Regions from separate parts of the Mus musculus genome. Here region 2 is linked to region 1. Evidence: chromatin contacts called from public Hi-C data. All regions are on one chromosome and are shown on one strand. The core of a region is the stretch at or near the end of the contact, and the rest is flanking DNA. Distances in the headings are between cores, read along the strand shown. Region 1 overlaps Zfp277 (zinc finger protein 277). Region 2 overlaps Dock4 (dedicator of cytokinesis 4).

Region 1 (2,947 bases), core at 311-2,810:
AGCTGCCATGCTTTCTTCGCCTCAAAGACTGTTCCCCAAACCTGTGAGCCAAAATAAGTCCCCCTTTCCTTAAGCTGCTTTTTGTCAGGCTTTTGGTCATAACAAGCAGAAGAACTAATGCAAACACCATACTGTGTACAGAATGTGTCAAGCATTTGCAACAATCCCACTGCCTTTCTTGGAAAGTCAGATGCTTACTTCCTGTTCCCCCATCCAACCTACCCAGCACACAGTCTCTAGCCCTCCTTAATGTGGAATACAATTTTAGCTTTCTTTTAAAAATGACCTTGACATTTTTATAAGCGTAAAAGTCAGTTATTCTGCAGACTGTCACTTATCTTAGGTTTGCATGATGTTTATTTTCTGGTAGAAATCTACAAAAGTAATTTTTGTTTTCCTGAGTGCATCTTATAAGTGGTTATACATTACGTGTATCACAGCTGGTACTTGCTATTAGGAGACACTTTTGAGACTATCTGGGAAGAAGTAAAAATGGTATTGGAAAGTTTCTTTTAACTTTATTGAGTGTTATAATACCACTCCAGTTATGTTCATAGACAGTGGTACTTATCTTTGTTACTATTGCTATTATAATATATATCAGGGAAAATGCATACATAGGTACACATATATTTTGGGGAAGAGTAAGGTTAATTACACTATGCCCATTTCTATGGGGTTTGTAACAGGGAAACAATAACGCTGTAATACAATCAGGTTTGGATTATATTTAAATAGTCCAGTTTGTGCATTATCCAGATCTTTGGCCACCTTTCTTTGCTTCAGTGGGTCTTGTTTTAATCATTCACAAGTTCCCAATTTAGTACAGAAATCACACTGAACTCTGTGACTTGATAAATGACAGGCCTGTAGGAAGGAGACTAAACAATGGGTTAAAGTCAGGGTCATCCATTTGAATGTTTGTGACTTGTACGTTCTCCATATTGTAGATAATCATGAGTTTATGAAATAAAATCATCCAAGATAATGACAAAGTTTCTTCAGTCCAAGTATAAAAACAAAATGTTTTATTTTTCTTATTTCTTGAAAAATTTTCATTAACAACAACCATGATTTCAGCCGTGAATAATGCTGTGTGGACAATCAAATCTGAACTTGTCTGTGTCTCACAGGAGAAAACCAGGTGACACTGTGCCTGCAGCAGCTTCTCCTAGTTTTCCAGGCACCCCTGGAGTAGCAATTGGTTGAGAACACTGCTCTGTTTTAAAGCACACAGTCTGGACGTATCTTCACTGATGACGGGGACATTTTCCGTTTGCTCTTGAGCTGTTAGGTCACTTTCACTGTCAGACAGTGTACACAGGAGAGTGTCATTCTCATAGGTGGGGAAATAATACCTGAAAGTAACCACAGATACACTGAATAACCAAATGAGCACAATTCATGAAAAATGTCGAGGCAGTGGCGGCACACAGCACGGCTTGTGCCATGTCCCCTGATGACACTCTAATAAGCTGCAAGGGCTGGGCTGGGAGACACCTCTGTTGATTTTCCTCTGACCCTTCCTGTCTGACACAAGCCTGATGTGAGTCTTGCTAGTGGGCCACTCAGCTCAGTCTCTATCATGATAGGAAACATTAGCTGGACAGATAACCTGGTCCAGTACTGTGCTGTTCTGTTATCAGCCAAAAAACAGAACCCCCTTTATTTACTCAAAGTAGGGTCCATAAAAAATTTTAACTGAGCTGAAAATAGTTATTTATTTTTTTCAAAAGTAAAAATTTCAAATACCCAACAAAGCCACAACCATGTTCCTCCATCTCTAGTTTCTATGAGGACTAAGTCCAGAGTACCAGGTCAATAGAGGGCTGACCTTGGCCTTCGTAAATGGGAAGTCTTCCAAACAAGGAAAACCAGAGGTTTTTTTGGTTAGAGTTCTGTGGAGGCCTAATTTAACATTCTCTGAGGATACTGAAAAATTAGGTAGCCAGCCAGCATCCCACTCCCTCCACTGAAGTCAACAAAAATGATGTGAGACCCACCATAGATGGACTAGACTGGCAAATGACACTTGAGAAATTTGACATCGCTTTTTTCAAAAAGTTCGTGTCAGAGAATGAATGCTTAATGTTTCAAAAGTGCCAATATGGAAAATGTACACTAGAAGATCTGTGATGTGCATGCCATTGACATACTAATTTATCTGAATGATATAATTAGGACACAAATGCAGCCATATAGCTATGCATTTTATTACTACTTGCAATAGCAAAAAGGTAAAAGCTAACCTAACAAGTTAGGGTATAGTAGTCAATGGCATATGTGACAGCCATTTAAAAAGATGGAACGCACAAGCATGGGATGTGGAAAGGTGCTTAAAACATTTTGCTAATAAAATATAATTTAAAAGTCTGTATCTACTTCTATACCAAACTAGCCAATTCAGATTCCAAAAAAGTTATATAAACATCTCTCTCTCTCACACACACACATTTATACTTGGTTCCATATGTGTGTATACATTTAAAGCAGTTAAATAAAGGGACACAATTTGGAGGTTCACGTTCACTTCAGCAAGACTTACTCCAGTTGATCCCATGTCTTCCTGTCAGGAAGCAGTGAGGTGTGTTTAGTGTCTTCCATGTGAGTCCTTAAATCTGCTTTGGATTTGAACTTTACATGGCAACTGTAGCACTTGCATTGGTGAACTTGCCTTCTAATGAAATTGACCAGCTTCACTTGCTGATAGAAATTTAATCCTGCAAACCATTAGACAACCTTTAGTATTATTTATGCATTGTCAGTAATTAATTTTCTTTAAAATTTTTTAAAATGTATTTTAAACTGATATATAAAAACTTAAATATTTGCATGATATCATGTGATATCTTAAGATCTATAATTCTACAATATTTACCAACTTTATGTTGAAAACATGGAAAATTGTTTGTTATAATTTCTTACAGGAAACACTTATCCTAGTTAA
Region 2 (2,947 bases), core at 223-2,722, 180 kb after region 1:
CCCGAGGCCCCATCCCGGAATGACAGATGCTTGCATGTCATTCAGTTTTATGTGTGCTAAACTAATCTCAGTGCAGTATGGGAGTGTGTTAGTGTGTGTATGTTCATATGTTAAGAGGTTTTAGCATCCCGAGTAATGAGACATGGACAGTTAAAACCCCAGGCGCTGCTCAGGGATGTGTTGAGTGGCAACAGCCTCTGTCTGAACTCTCCTGATCCCAGGCCCTTCTCCAACTGGATTCACCTTTTCTTTCTGCAAAGCTTGCCTGTGATCTCTTCTCTGTGGTACCCGAATCCTTGACAGTTCTCCAAGTCTCTGCCTTGGAGCAACCTTGGCCTGAGTCCTTTTCACAGTGGAGATTTTGCTTCCTTTTCCGGGGAACTGATCCCAGAAAAAGAAGCCCAGCTTTAAACACCAACACGTGTGTTATACCATGATAAGGAAAGAAAAGAAAAAACAGAATCCCATGTGACTTCTTAGGATGAGACCCTGTCCATCCCTCTCTGCAGTCTTTGAACTAGCCGTCCTAGTAGATTTCCTTGGGAATCCCACAAGTCTTATGTAGAGAGGAGGAGCGGCTAGCACGCTTTAGGGGCCTGGCATTTTGCTGGTGAGAGTGACTAGGGATGCCTCCGGTGGAAAGACAGTTGTTTGTAAATCCACTGTGTATTTTCTCAGCTGTGCTAGAAATCCTCGTGAGTGAGGACCAGATTATTAGCTTTGGCATCAAGGTTTCAAACCACACAGCCTTGATGCCACAGCCCTGACTCCTTGCTGACCTGGCATCCTGGAGAAGCGCCGGTCCTCTTGGACCTATCCCAGGCTGCAGCTGGGAACTGGGCGCCTAGTGCCATCTGCCTGGGCAAGTACGGAAATGCCAAATGGCCTGGCAGTTTTCAGTGTGGCCTTTGGATCCTCGCTGAGCCATATGGTGCTAAAATGTCAAACTGTTCCTGAGTGTGGGCCACCGTTGAAGAGGCTGGAGAGAGAAGGCACACTTCAGTTGCAAGGTCTGCTGAAGCTGTTTGTTGTCTGGCTGCTGGCTCATCACGGTTACTTTAACCGTCTTTTGTTGAGTAGGGCTTAGCTGATAGTGGTCTACCTACCTCTTTTGTGAGAACCGCAAGCATGCTTGCACGTACACAGTATGTATCAGTGACAGGGCCTCTACGAAGTCTCTGGAAGGAGTGTGTAACACCCTTAGGCTGTGGTCATGGAAAGGCCTGGGAGCCAAATCTCGTGTTCCTTTCTGTTTCAGCTCCTTTGCGTTACATTCTGGCAATTGTTCTTGCCGATGGGTTGACAAAGCACACTGAGAAGTTTACAGTCTCTGTGTGAAGAGAAAACATAACAGGGACTTACAGATGATCCCAATCAAAACATCCACAAGTGTTAAGTGAGTGAGTCTGGAGGGAATGCTTGACTCCGAAGGGGGAGGAGGCGGGAGTGACATGGTTCAGATGAGGTTAGCCCTGGCAGGCTTCCTAGAGGACAGGGCTGGGTGTGGGTTTGGCCCATGTCACTCTTCTTAGGTCTTCTGGGGACTTCACATAAATACACACTTCTCCTGGCCTGGGGCCTCTAGCTGGTTATAAGGGTTAGAAGGGCAAAGGGAAAAATGTGTGAGTTCAAAGAGGTGTCTTTAGAGCTGGAGGAGGGGGGCAGCAGGAGAGTGCCTCTGACTTTAGTCAGATGCCCTTCAGAATGCTTCAGTTTGAATCTTTCAAAGATCACTCGTGTGGATGGATGGCAAAGTGCTATAGCTTGAGAGACTAGGACTCTAATGAATCATCATTGATTTTTTTCTCTCTCTAGTTTAAATAACTTCATCCGTTGTGGTTGATAAACAAAGAATTGCTTCAGTTTTCCTGACACCATACTTGAGCAATATATGCAAGCTCAGCTAGAGGTATTCTAACCAGCTTCGCCTCATGTCAGTGTGGTGACATTTGGGGACTGGTGGCCCTAGAGCCAAATAAACCAGCTTTTTGCTATTTCCAGTACTGTGGAAGTTGCATCTGTACCTAGGAGTTAACCCAAACTTTGCAATTCTGTGGAGAATTATGTTGAGTATTCTAAAGAGAGATTTTTATCCACTTCCACCCCCCCCCTTTTAAACTTTAACCAATTTTGAAGTTGCCAAAATGTTGAAAAAAATAAACAGTCTTTTTATCGTAAACTTAGGCCATTTCCCCCAATGTTTGCACTTGGTTTCTTCACAGTAACTTTATTCTAGTCATTCTCTTTTTTGCATTGTTTTGTTTTTTGTTTTTTGTTTTTCGAGACAGGGTTTCTTTGTATAGCCCTGGCTGTCCTGGAACTCACTTTGTAGACCAGGCTGGCCTCAAACTCAGAAATCCACCTGCCTCTTCTTCCCGAGTACTGGGATTAAAGGCGTGCGCCACCACACCCGGCTTAGTTATCCCCTTTTTATGTACACATATTAAAAAGCATTACATGTATCCACAGGAAGGTCCATGTATGTGCATTCTCTGCTGACCTCTGGGTGATGCAGCTTACAAGCAGTAGTACACCATACTATTCTGATCTAGCGAAGTGCTGTGGAATAGTGAAAATAGATATCACATGCATGAATGCTGAGGAAACAAAGCATGTTGCAGAAATGCATGCAGAGCAATGTTGGGTGTTGAATTTTCATGTGATGTAGTGGTGCAAATATGTCTATAAGCATTTTAGGTTTACGCTAAATTCAGGATTCTGGTTCCTTTCATAGTCATAAAGGATGTTGGGAAGTTTTCTATAATACTTACAACATTTCAGCTTTAAAACACAGTGACAAGCTCCCTGGAGTATGGTTTATTATCTTAAATACATTTTTAATGTCTAAAATGTTTAGTTTTAAAATAATAAATAATATGAATACTCAGTTTCTGTAAAGCCATTCATTAGAAATGCATTAGTGATTAGCTTTTCTCAGAAAGGTGCA

Evidence for each region. A called contact is a pair of places that touch in the nucleus more often than the background predicts.
Region 2: a contact with region 1 is called in a Hi-C map of liver, with 2.7 times the contacts expected there. The contact joins two enhancer-like sites. A contact is called at or near these places in 3 of 484 Hi-C or Micro-C datasets (all in liver) and 1 of 9 other capture datasets (adipose tissue).

What each region holds. Positions count from the first base shown.
Region 1 is chr12:40,314,546-40,317,492 of GRCm38.p6, forward strand. It overlaps Zfp277 (zinc finger protein 277), which reads right to left. Exons shown (of 12, transcript NM_178845.3): 11 at 2,546-2,720; 12 at 501-1,358. The coding sequence ends at 1,172. Among named protein-coding and RNA genes, the nearest start is that of Gm40403, 68 kb to the left of the region's middle. Within about 2 kb of position 1,561, at least 2 of the 459 cell types and tissues checked have an H3K27ac peak or open chromatin away from gene starts, as enhancers often do. A contact at or near this core is called in liver, where this site is marked.
Region 2 is chr12:40,498,294-40,501,240 of GRCm38.p6, forward strand. The region is part of intron 1 of Dock4 (dedicator of cytokinesis 4); the gene reads left to right. Among named protein-coding and RNA genes, the nearest start is that of Dock4, 54 kb to the left of the region's middle. Within about 2 kb of position 1,473, at least 110 of the 459 cell types and tissues checked have an H3K27ac peak or open chromatin away from gene starts, as enhancers often do. A contact at or near this core is called in liver, where this site is marked.